Linked DNA regions of Mus musculus: all the other regions are linked to region 2. The links are chromatin contacts, called in public Micro-C and promoter capture Hi-C maps. All regions are on one chromosome and are shown on one strand. The core of a region is the stretch at or near the end of the contact, and the rest is flanking DNA. Distances in the headings are between cores, read along the strand shown.

The links. Promoter capture Hi-C pulls out the DNA fragments that hold promoters and counts their contacts. Hi-C and Micro-C count contacts between places; a contact is called where the count stands out from the background.
Region 1: a contact with region 2 is called in a Micro-C map of embryonic stem cells, with 5 times the contacts expected there. The contact joins the promoter of Acvr2b here to the promoter of Wdr48 in region 2. A contact is called at or near these places in 8 of 39 promoter capture datasets (the C10 cell line, the SN4741 cell line, embryonic stem cells and 4 more), 8 of 484 Hi-C or Micro-C datasets (the G1E-ER4 cell line, cerebral cortex, double positive thymocytes and 3 more), 12 of 115 datasets of contacts at active chromatin or transcription factors (astrocytes, differentiating embryonic stem cells, embryonic basal ganglia and 9 more) and 2 of 9 other capture datasets (adipose tissue and macrophages).
Region 3: a contact with region 2 is called in a promoter capture Hi-C map of cranial neural crest. The contact joins the enhancer-like site here to the promoter of Wdr48 in region 2. A contact is called at or near these places in 2 of 39 promoter capture datasets (cranial neural crest and embryonic stem cells) and 5 of 115 datasets of contacts at active chromatin or transcription factors (embryonic basal ganglia, embryonic forebrain, embryonic midbrain and 2 more).

The regions. Positions count from the first base shown.
Region 1 is chr9:119,399,722-119,404,034 of GRCm38.p6, reverse strand. Acvr2b (activin receptor IIB) reads right to left here and starts at 1,857. Exons shown (of 11, transcript NM_001313757.1): 1 at 1,438-1,857. The coding sequence starts at 1,489.
Region 2 is chr9:119,892,376-119,896,467 of GRCm38.p6, reverse strand. Wdr48 (WD repeat domain 48) reads right to left here and starts at 1,573. Exons shown (of 19, transcript NM_026236.3): 1 at 1,511-1,573. The coding sequence starts at 1,558. Gm2449 (a long non-coding RNA gene) reads left to right here and starts at 1,556. Exons shown (of 7, transcript XR_871350.2): 1 at 1,556-1,642; 2 at 2,821-2,941; 3 at 3,282-3,400.
Region 3 is chr9:119,423,269-119,427,449 of GRCm38.p6, reverse strand. All of the region lies in intron 1 of Acvr2b (activin receptor IIB), which reads right to left. Among named protein-coding and RNA genes, the nearest start is that of Exog, 20 kb to the left of the region's middle. Within about 2 kb of position 1,984, at least 102 of the 459 cell types and tissues checked have an H3K27ac peak or open chromatin away from gene starts, as enhancers often do.

The sequences.
Region 1 (4,313 bases), core at 608-3,107, 490 kb after region 2:
CTAGAGGTTGGTCCTATAACTTGGGGTCAGCCTGCTGCCGCCCTCCCCGGAGCAGACCACTGTTTTCCATCACTTCCAGGCTCTCATTCTTGGGGTGAAAAATCTCTGGAGCAACACTTCGGGGAGTGGCAGAAAGAAACAAAATGTTCACCCTGAGCACCGCGTTGCCTCTACCACTCCAGGACAGCACTGAAACCGCTTCCCAACAGTGGGCTCGGGTAGCAAAGAAGTTATCTCTGCCCTCTGGTTCGTACACTCATGCTCCACCGCACCCAGGCTCGTGCAAAAACTCTCGGGGTCGGAATTAACAGCTAACCCTCACTACCTTGTAATAGAAAAGATTGAAAGTGAGGATCCCTGTGAGGGGGTGCAATGACCATCTGGGATACCCACCCCCGCAGCTGCAAGGGGGATCCCAGCCCTTCCCTACACTCCGGGCCCCGCCCCTCGCGGGTTTCCCAGACTCCGCGCTGCTGCCACCTCGGGCCGCAGGGGACCCGAGCTGCATGTGTAATGGGGGTTGGGAACAAAGACGCGCAGGACCCAGAGCCCCAGCCACCGGGCACCAGCCGTCCTAATCTCCACGATCTTTTCTCTGGAGTCTTAATGCCCGACTGTCCACGTTTCCTGGAACTGCCCTAAGCCCGCCCCGGAGCTCCTACAAAGTTGAGCACGCTTCAGCACCATCGGGACACAGAAATCAGTGCCTAGGCTTTGGGGGAGAAAGCGCTTTCCCAACACAACTTCGTGCGTACACACCCACACCTTCTAGTCCCAAGCAGACGCGCACCAGCTATCCACAGCCCGCAGGCGGCTGCGAGCTGACCGCGGGTCACTCACGCCCGCCACGTGCCGGCCGAAGCGATCTGAGACCTGTTGGTTCGCCTCTTCAACCCTTCTCCACTCCCAGTTGCCCAAAACAAAAGCGGTCCCACGAGGGCGCATCTGCGGCCCGCTGCAAGAAAAGCGGGCGCAGGTAGGAGCCACTCGCATGAGGATCGCGACGCGGAGTGGCGGGACGGGATGCAGAGGACTCCGGGCGGGCTATGGAAAGCCGTCCGCTTCGCTTTGCGACACCTATGACTCTCAGGGGCGAGCAGCCCCAACCCAGCCGCCCCCAATTAGATGCCCACCCCGCTTGGCCGCCTTCCCCACGCTTAGGTTTTCCCCGCTCTATCCCTGGGGTCCGCACACCCGCGGAACCTGAACCCCGACCCTGACGCTCCAGGTTCCCCCATCACCTAGAACCTCTGCGAGCCAGAATCGCGCAGAGGAACCGCACGGGCGAGCTCGCCTCTAAGATCGCAAGCACCAGAGCGCCCCGCGCGACCCCGATCCCAGGCAGGTGGCGCGGCGCCGAGGCCGCGGGGCCGCCCTTTGTTGGTAAACACCGCGCGCCCCAGGTCCCTGCACCCCCACGACGCGCCCGGTCCTTACCGGCGCACAGCGATCCCCAGAGAAGGGCGAGGGCCGCCCAGGGCGCCGTCATGTTCCGCGGCGCCGCCCCGCGGACACCCGGAGCCCGCGGGCAGGGCCGCGCTGCGCTCCCGGGGCGCGCAGGGCCCGGCGGCGGCTGCGCTCTGCTTCCCGCTCCTTCTCTGGGTCTCGCTTCCAGGAGCGCGCGCTTCTGCGCTTCGGTTCCCAGGCAGTATGCGGAGATAGGGGCTCAGGGCCGCTGCGGGCGGCGCGCAGTGCGGCCCGGGCTATGGGGCGACGCGGGAGCCGGGGGGCGGCGGCGGGGCGCGGGCCAGGGCGCGCCCGACGCGGGCATGGCGCAACGGGGCTGGGCCCGGGCCCCGGGCGCAGGGGCCGAGTCCGGAGGGGCCATGAACGGGGGAGGGGTGGGGGAGGGGACCTGAACCGAGTCCAAAATGGCTCCTGAGCGGTGGCCACGGAGCCGAGCCAGCGGGGAAACCCGGATGTTGGATACAAAGAGGCGGGCGAGCTGGGCGGGGAGGGGGAGGGGAGGCGGGCCCTCCGGCCGCGTGGTCCGCGCCCCCCTTGGGGGCGGGGCCGGAGAGGAACAACAACACCGAGGCTCCGCCCCCCAGCCCGCGCCCTCTGGAGACAGCGCGCCTGCAGCACCAGACTCTAGGGCTAGGCGGGGCGCGCTCTCCGAGCTGGTGGGATTGGACTGCCCACAACTTGGCTGGTGCTTTCCTGCCCCGTGCTATGGAGCCCACGCTACGGGATGCACGCTCCTCTGGGACCCCTGAGTGAGTGGGTAGCTCCTGGTCCCCATAACCTAGGACCTCTGCCCTCCAGCTCCCATTTATGGGCTAATTAATTGGCAGGAAAACGCTGAAGTCTGAATTGACAGCAGTTCCTCACAACGCACGCACAGTTATCTCCAAGCAGAGGAGGACCCACAGAGCAGCTGCAGGTGGGAAAGAACTGTTGGCGACCTGCTTTCTGAAGGATCCTCAGCAATCCAGCATCCTTCATCTTACCTTCAGCACTCCTCCCACCTCTAAAGATCTGTTCAGAACATGCCTCTGTTCCTTTCACACACGCACACACACCAGATCCCTCCATTTCAGATGTTACACAATCAGAGTGTGAGAGCAATCGGCCTCCCAGCTACACTGGAAAAGCCAGTCACTACTCAGGGGAAAAAAATGCTATGGAATCCTCGGATAGTTACCTCCTGCCTCACCAAGAGCAGTGGGTCATAGGAGGAAGGACGCTCCCCCCCGCCGCCCCCCCCCCCCAGCCTGGGTCATTTCATTTGCTCGAGCCTCGGACTTCCCTTATGAAAATGACGGTGTTGAAGTCCTCCAGACTTGGGTAGAGTTTCTTTCTGCTACGGCTTTGGTGTTGAGGTAGGGATCCTCAGCTTCCCAAGAAGTCTGCACCTTGTCTGACAACCTTTGCTCTTAAATGTGGTCTTTTTCCTCTCCTTATGTAATCCTCAGGTGGCCTCGAGCTCGCAGTCCATCTGTGACTCTTCCTATTTTTCGTTCGTTTATTGATTGATTGTGTGTGTGCTCTCTTGCCTGTATCTATGTGCATCCAACATACAGTCATATGTTTCCATATGCCCCGTGCCACCAGCACCCTCCATCTCACATCTGGGCAGCTTTAACAGCAGAGGGCTGAGGGGCTCCTTAGATGTCACTAGGGTCCATTCACGTTGCTAAGTGTATCTTCTATTTCTTTTAAGATTTTTATTATATTTTACTTATTTATATGTGTGTTTGTATGTGTATGTGTGCATGCATGTGTGTGTGTGTGTGTGTGTGTGTGTGTGTGTGTGTGTTAAGGAGAGAAGCAGACAGACAGAGACAGAAGAGAGAGAGCATGAACACATTGAGGTTGGATGACAACTTGCAGTTGGTTCTGTCTTTCCACTCTGTAGGAGCTGGGAATCAAACTCAAATCCTAAGGATTGGCATCAGGTCCCAGTACTTGTGAGCCATCTCTATGGTACTAGCACCCTTTCTAAATGGTAACTGAGGTGACTTTTTAAAAGATGGGACTCTGGGGTTGGATGGCTCAGCGGTAAAAAGCACTTGCTCTTTTTGCAGAGAACCTGGATTTGGTTGGTTCCCAGGACCCAGACTGGACGATTCACAAGTGTCTGTAATTCCAACCTCAAGAACATTGACTTCCTCTCCTGATCTCCACAAACACCTCTGTGTGCATGCACATGCATGCACACGTGTGTGCACACATACACTTAAAAATAAAATTAGGCCGGGCGTGGTGGTGCACGCCTTTAATCCCAGCACTCGGGAGGTAGAGGCAGACGGATTTCTGAGTTCGAGGCCAGCCTGCTCTACAAAGTGAGCTCCAGGACAGCCAGGGCTATACAGAGAAACCCTGTCTCGAAAAAAACAACAACTAACTAACTAAATAAATAAATAAATAAAATTAGGCCAGGCGTGGTGGCACACGCCTTTAATCCCAGCACTCGGGAGGCAGAGGCAGGCAGATTTCTGAGTTCGAAACCAGCCTGGTCTACAAAGTGAGTTCCAGGACAGCCAGGGCTATACAGAGAAATCCTGTCTCAAAAAACAAAATAATAATAATAATAATAAAATTAGAAAGATGCTTATGGGCTGGAGAAATGGCTCAGTGGTTAAGAGCACTGACTGCTCTTCCAGAGGTCCTGAGTCCAATTCCTAGCAACCACGTGGTGGTTCACAGCCATCTGTAACGGGATCCGATGCCATCTTCTGGTGTGCCTGAGACAGCTAGTGTACTCATATAAATAAATACATCTTTAAAAAAAAAAAGAAAGGACTGTATCTTGGTTTTTTTTTTAGATGCTTATATTACATTATAGTAATTCTCCTTTATTTGTGGTTTCT
Region 2 (4,092 bases), core at 324-2,823:
CTGTAAAGTATTTATTACTTGTTAGTGAGCGTGTGAGTGCGTGAGCGCCTGTGTGAGTGTGGTGCACAGGGGCATAAGCACATAGGGACACATGCATGTGGAGGCTACAGGGTGACCTGGGTGCCTTCCCTCATTGCTCACTCTCCACCCTGTTTCTTTCATGGGACCTGGAGTTTATCAATCAGCAGGACTAGACAGCCATCAAGCTTCAGGGACACTCCATTTTCTGCCTCCCTAGAGCTGAGATTTCAAGTGCCAACCCACATGCCAGGCGTCTTTTCAAGTGAGGGGATAGAGATGTTTACGTGGACGCAGATATTCAGATCCTCATGTTTGTGCTACAGGCCTTCCACCAGACTGACCATCTCCCAGTCAGCCCAATTCTAACCATTAAACAACCATTAGTGAGCACACAGGGCCAACAAATGGAAGTCAGTACTATAAAGAGGACACTCATTCAGAAAATGCCACAGCTTTCCAGCCTTATGCTGGGGTTACTCACCTTTGGCCCTCCCTTCTGAACACTGAGTTCAATCCGTGGAGTGTTTACTGACTGCTAAACCCTTTTAGTCTCTTCTCCTCTGTGCGGCAAGTCTATGCACTCAGTCCACTTTAATGACTGAATGCATTTTTTTTTTTAAGGCAGTGTGTCTCGTGTAGCCCAGACTGATTGATCTCAAACTTGGTAGGTACTGGAGGATGACCTTGAATTTCCGATTCCCCTGTCGTCACCACAGAAACACACACACACAAGCAGCGCTAGAAGTACAGGCGGGTACCAAGCATGCCTGGTTTTATGTGGAGCAGGGGGTTTGAACCTTGCTCAGGACAGGAAGGGCTCTGCTAAACGAGCTTTATCCCCAGCACACAAGGCAGCAAGCAAAACTCAAACGTACACCAAACCAACGTGATTTGGGGAAACCCAAAGCACCCACGGTGCGGGTCAGCGAGCTCATCACTGGAGATTCCGACGTTAGGGAGATGAGGACTAAAAAGGAAGCCCGGAAGATGCATAGTGAGGACGGTGGAGGGCGGAGGCAAAGCCCATCGCTAAGGAAGGGACACTGTCATTTCCTCCAGCACAGCGCTCCCACGTGCGACCCGGACCCGCCACGCCCCCGCAAGGCCCCTCGCTTCCCGGCCTCACCCACCCGCGGGCGCCGCGAGGCCTCCGCCGCCGGGTCGCGGCTGTTCCGGAGGAAGGCGGCCGAGAGCAGAGGCAGGTGAGCGGGCAGCAGGCCCATGGCGCCGCCGCAGGCCCGGTGTCCCGGGACGGCGGTTCGCCGGGACGGCGGTTCCCCGCGACCGCTCGCGAGGCCCGCGCGCCCAGTCCGCCCGCCGCCACCTCAGGCCGTTGGCGCCCCGGCCCCACCCCTCGCGCCGCTGCGCCCCGCCCCGCCATCCTCCGGCTGTCGAACCCGGCCAGCCGCGGCCCGAGGCATCCGCCCGCCCGCGGGGGTACCAGAGCCGACGGCAGTGTCGCCAAGGCCGCGGAGCCGGGCCGCCATACCTGCACTTTCCTCCGCCCGGCTGTGTTCTGCCGGTGATGGGCCGCCATCTTGCATGTTGACACTCCGACGTCACTTCCGGGAGAGTTGAAGCGCCAGCGGATGTCCCGCCCTACTCTGTGGTTGGGTAGAAGGTAGGTAGGGCGTAGGCTTTCCGGGCTGGTTGCGAGGGGAGGCGCTGGCGGAGAAATAGCAGCGTGTGGGCGGGAACGCTCTTGGAACCAGGGCTTGGGGGCCCGTACTGGTCTACCTCTGTGCAGCTAAGCCCCAGGGCCGTCCCAGCGCCTGCATGCAGAGAGAAAGCGCTCAAGAGAGTCGTGCTTAAGTCGTGCCCCAGCCACTTAAGCCAGTGCTTAGCAACTGGACCACGTCTCTAACTCCATATTTATAGGTTTTAAAAATAATAATAATAAAATGTTGTTGTCATTTAGTTATTTTGAGGCATGGTCTCGCTGTGTAGTCCTGGCTGTTCTCAAACACCAGCGGAGAGGACAACTTGTGGTAGTCTTCTTCTTCCACTATGTGGGCCTTGAGATTCTAACTCAGGCTTGGCAGTAGGCACCTTTATCCAGTGATTCATCTCACCAGCCCCCTCAGGATCTTACCCAGACTCTCAGAATTACAGACGTGTGCCTGTACAGCTATAATATGGATCTTAGGATGTTAAGTGAGATAATGTTCGCATAGGCCCTGCTAACTTGACAATATATTTTAAATGATCGTTTTGGCAAAAACATGACCAAAGTACTATAACCCCTATGGAAACCCACTACCTTTATAAACTAATTAAAAAATACAAAGGGGCTGGAGAGATGGCTGAGAAGTTGAGAGCACTTGCAGAGGACCTGGGTTTGGTTCCCAGCATTCACCTGGGAGTTCATGAGCTGCAATAAACTCCAGTCCCACACGCCCCCTTTCGGACGCAGGTAGAACACTCTCCCAAAATAGAAGTAAATCTAAAATACAGAATTTCAAAGAGATACACTTGCATGGATGGAAAATGATTCCCCCCAAAAGACATGCATTATTAGATGAAAATCTCAATGCCAGGCATGGGATAGCTTTCTATGACATGGTCAGGGAAGACCCAGAAGCCCCTAAAACAATACAGGCTATAGCTGTTGCACTTGGTTGCCCACCGAAACTAAGTAGTAAGACACTATTGCTGGAGACACTGTATACTTTGGTAGCTGGACACAGAGACATCAAAGTGCACTGACCCAAAAACTTGTCAGTGATGACTCTGTGATGACTGGCTTCTCTGTGATGACTCTGTGATGACTGGCTTCTCTGTGATGACTGGCTTTCATAGGTGCTGTGAATCCTGCCAGGGAAAAAGAAGCATCCGTGATAAACCAGCCGACCACCTTGCCAGGCAAGATGTGCCCGCTGCTGTAGGGTTATGAGGGCAACCAATTACTTTTGGATTTGAGGTCTGTTCTACTGGAAGGAATTCCAGCTTGGTACTGTAACCTGGTCCTGTAAATCCCATGGCTCGGGGCATCACGGCCACAGGGAGGAACCTGTTACTGTGGTTTTGCTAAATTACATGTTATCAGACTTCTTTCTAGAAATTTATATGTATATCCACAAATCCGTACTGTCCTCAGCCACAGCCAGAGGCACTTTCTGTAGCAAGCAGCAGTTGATGCAGAGACTGAAAATGCTGAGACTAAGTGACTGTTGGGTGTCTCGGGGAACTCTGAAAAAAAAATGGCAGAAAGGATGTAAGAGCTGAGAAATGGGCAGAGCCTGTGGAATACTGTCTTTCAGATGGTACAGCCATTGCCCCATGTGCTGCTATGGTTATCTGCAGAAGACCTGTAAATATTCCAACACGCGGCACTGAATGAACTCTGGGTTCTTAACACTGAAAAGGAGAGGACATGAGGGTAAGATGTGTGGAGGGTTCCTAGAGGAGTTGGGGAAGGACATAGGGGTTCCTGGAGGGAGTAGGAGGGGTTTCTTGGGGATAAAAGAAGAGCTGAGTTGGGGGTTGCACATGGCCAAGGTGTATTGTTTACACATATGAAATTGCCTAAGGGTAAATGAAAGACACTGTGTTAAAATGGTCATATAGTGTTTAGCATGCTTGACGGGTAGTAAGCTCACAATAAAAATTACTGCCTCTCAGAATGAGATGGGCCGCTGATGTAGATCAGTGGTAACTAGTTAGTACACTTCAGGCCCAGGTTCATAACAAATAAACACATAGTAAAATAAAAGTACAAAACCAGGCAGAGCCTTGGTTTACAGCAACCACTTTCTATAAGAGATTAGTGTGTAGTTTGGATATTTAAAAAATGGTGTGATGGGGAGCTGGAAAGATGGCTCAGAGGTTAACAGCACTGGTTTAGTTCCTAGCACCCACATGGCAGCTCACAGCTGTCTATAACTTTAGTCCCTGGGGGTCCAACACCCTCTTCTGGCATGCTCAGCTACTGCACATATGTGATTTGTAGATATACATACAGGCGAAATACACATAAAATAAAAAAAGGAAAAAAGCCGATGTGGTGATTTCAATGAGCAATGTCCCCATAGCCTTAGGTTTGTGAACACTTGGTCCTGGTGGCAGTGCTGT
Region 3 (4,181 bases), core at 735-3,234, 470 kb after region 2:
CCCGAGAGAAGAGAGGCTGAGCACGGTGAGGTGACTTGTAACCAGTCCTGGAGACGACGCCTGCTGAAGGTGCTTGGTGAAGATGCCAACCCACCCCTCTGCTCTCGATACTGGCCCCCTTACCACCCACACATCAACACCTTTTACGAAGACCAGGCTAGTGTTCCTCCATTCCCTGCCCACACCAACCTGGAAGCGGGACCTTCCTGGGACCTTCCTGCGCTCTTTCTCACCTGTGTTCACCAGGTACTGAAGAACAGCTACGCTTACAGGAAAAGGGTAAGCTCCCAGGGTCACCAAGGGTCACTTTTCTCAGACAGGAGGGCTAAGCTACGATTGCAGATGGTTGAACACACCAAACACTCATCACACCTTTGCCCACTTACTCCACCCCTACCCCTGCGCGTGCCCCTTTTTTGCCCCACTATGACCCCATGAACCTTTTAGATATAGGACGGGAAATAATACACAAATCCCAAAGGTATCCTGTTCCCTCGTGGGACATCCGGAGGGCGTGTGGCATTTATTACCTCGTTGACAACCTTATGCAGACACCCTAACGGGAAAGAGCGCTGACTTAGCCTTGCTGCACCTCAATCCACTGGCACCCAGCCTACTCCAATAACCCACCTGAGGCCAGAGGGGCATCAGGGAGGGGGCTCCCACCTGACCCGAGGTTGGCAGGGTGCCAACTGCTAACACTGCTTGGTTCCCCAGGGCCCATTGCAGACAGGAGGATCCTGACTGGCCGTTCTGGAAGAGGAACCCTCAAGACATGCTCACAAGATCTCACGGCGGCAGGCAAAAGCTCCTCCCAGGGAGGCCCCAACTGGGCAAGACGCCAGTCTTAGGGCTCCAGGTAGGACCCGGAAGGTCAGAATGCTACCCAGTCAGAATGGCAGAACCCAGCCTCAGCCCTAGCCATGCCAGGTCCTGTTGGCCTAGGCCCTGACACTTGTGGTGACAACCTGCCAGGTGGCTAGAACTCAGCCTGGCCCAGAAGGGTCTCGGTATCCAGAATGGGGCTCAGACAGGGTGTGCACCGGCTTCTCCCAACCAGGACCTTATTCAAGCACAAGGCTTTAGGTTGTGGATGAGACTCTAAGGGATGAGTATAGGCCGGAAACAAAGCCCGAGCCAGCGCCGGAAGCCAGGGTGGCACCTAGAGTGTCTACAAGCCCTGGCTACTTGTGGCAGGAGTGGGTAGTGGAGCTATGTGAAGCACCCCGTCCAGGGAGGACACAGCTCCTTCTCCCGCGGGAGGAAGCGAAAGCATGTGTGGAGCGCAAACACTCCTAAGTGTCCTCTGCAATTGCTTCCCAGATGCCCAGCTTCCCCCACAGGCCTGCAAGGCTGGCCCTGAGCTGCTGAGCACAGAACGGGTTCCTATGTAACAGATGGCGTGGACAGACTATGAGCAGAGGGGACAAGAAGGAGGGATGGCTTCAACACGAAGCAAGACCCCTGCTATAGATGCTGAGGATGGAACCTGGACTTTGTGTGTACTGTCCGCTCCACCTCTGACCTACACCCATGACTCAGGAGAGTGTCCACCTCCATTCAGACTACAATCAGCCCCTGGAGTCACAAGGGCAACAACAAACAGAGTAGACCTCAGCCTGGCCTAGCTCCAGGCCAGTGTCAGGCACCAGCCCCTCTGGCACAACCATAGGATCCCAGTGGAGAAGCCTGAGAAGGCAACATGAAGCCTCAGAGAGGACCCAACAGCTCACTGGAGCCACCGACCTCCCAGACCTGCCCAGAGCCGACCCTGCAGAGCAGCTTTGAGCTGGCCAGACTGCTGATGCCTCACAGCTGTGCGCCTGGGGCAAGTCACCTAGCCACTCTCTGAGAGGTGACTGACAGCACCTGCCTCCTAGGGTTGTAGCGATCCTTCCAGTCCAGGCCCCACACCAAGCCTGCCTGCAGCTCTGCATCCCATGTGACATTCCACACCCTTCCCACACCACACCCTGGCCACTGCCAGCTGGAGACCCAGGGGGCCTCCCGTTTCCTCTCTCCTCCCTGGCTCCATTTCTTCACACTCTCACACTGGCTATTTATAGCATATGGCAAAATTCCAACCACAAGGCCACAGAGCCCTTTAATAGATGAAGGCCTCCCGCCCACAGCCTAGCAGCCAGGTCAGGAGTCTCCCCAACTGGCCCTGCCTCCCCACCCTACACAGCTGCATTTCCATCAGTCCCCAGGACCACAACCAGGGTGGCTACAGAAGGGGAACCTACAGAAGAGAAAGGGTGGGCAAGGCTGGAGCATCACACACACACACACACACACACACACCCCGCACATATGCATGAACCCATATTGGCAGACTGGGAGGAAAGAACCCGTCAAGTAACTACAGTTTATCTTAGAATCCTTCACTGTGGGGCTAGTGGTTACAAGAACTTATTCTTTGGTTGAAAACAAATGGCTTTGGTTCCCAGCATCCACGTGGTGGCTCACAACCACCTGGAACTCTAGTTCCAGCGGCAATGCACACACTGTGTGCATGCACATTCATGCAAAATACCAACACCATAAAACAAGTTTCTTTTAAATCCTTACTCCAGAGAACCAAACCACTTTAATTCTACTTTTTGGCCTCATCTGTATTTATGTGTCACCTAGACTAACACCCACTTGTCACACCCCAGGCACTGTATGATGGAGAACCCCGAGTGAACCCCTAAGATGACAGAACTAAGTGAAGCAGAGGTTAAGGCTCTTTGCAGGCCACATCCTGAAGTTCCATGTTTCGGAGCCCAGGGACTGCCCAGTGTGACCTCACCTGGTTCACCGGCTGGACCCTCGGGTTATGTACAGCTGTCATGTGAGCAAAGCCATCACGCATGAAGCTTCTTGGTGAGCGTTTCCTCCCGTCCTGGGAATGCTGAGCCTAAGCAGCTTTGATTCAGTACATTCTTCCAAATCCTTCTCCAAAACAATCGACCCAGTTTCCGAGAGCAGCCCACCGAGGCACACCCTCAGCCGAGCTCCCCTGGGAACACTGGCCAGCCTTCCCACTTCCTGGCCAGGTACCTTCTCCTTATGCTGAGGGAAGTCTATGCTCATGGGTATCGCTGTGCAGTAACCATTTTTTGTTCATGCTATCAAAAGGCCAGGTGGTGGTGGTGCACGCCTTTAGTCCTGACACTCCCGCACTTGGGAGGCAGAGGCAGGCAGATTTCTGAGTTTGAGTTCCAGGACAGCCAGGGCTACACAGAGAAACCCTGTCTGTGGAGAAGGTGAGTATGTCTAGCTGGTGCTAACTTACCTAGAACATTTCTTGTGGCGTTTTCCCAATTTATCTTTTCCTTCCTACTTTCATTTCAAAGCTTTCTGCCCACTTGAGCTTTCTACAATTCAATCTAATGCTTCCTTAAAACCGGAGTCCTAACACATTCATGGTTAAACTCTATTCCAATCTCCATTTGTTCCTTGTTTTCTTTTCTTTCCTGCAGTTCTGTCGGCTGATCAAACACAGCACTTCATGCAAGCTAACCACTGAGCAACAGGGATTACCACCTGTGACCTGGAAGCTCAGGTTCCCTTCTGTCCCAGCATTAGCTAATCTGAAGTGTACCTGAGACTCTACATCTGCATTAATCTGCCTTTCCACCACCTCTCCCTGAAGCGTCTAGATTAATTCCATCACCTTTCGACTTTCATTAATATGAAATCCGCATGGGAATAAACTGTGAACAGATTATACTCAGTATTCAATATTTTTGCTGTCTGTATACATCTCTAAAACATTATTTGTGGTTTATACAGCCAAGGCTGCTTTTTTGCGGCTATAATGGGATCTTGGGACTAGGTATATTAGCTCCCTTTCTCGGGAGTTATTTTGGCTCATCATCTGTGGGGAGGAAGGAATCTGAGGGCAGAAATGTGAGGTGACCAGCAACACCGATGGATCGATCAGCAGGGGCAGGAGCTCAAGGCTGCTTGCTCGCTGGGGGGCTTCAGGAGGCAGGCTCGGGCTGCAAGCAGGGCTGGGCTTCAGGAGGCAGGCACGGGCTGCAAGCAGAGCTGGGCTATCAAACCTTAAGACCACCAGTGAGATGCCAAAGCTTTTATATTCAGGCTCCATTTTAGAGCACATGACCTAAGTTTAAACTTACGTAGACTAACAGGCTGGTATCTAGCATTAGTTTCCAAGTTGCCCCCCAACA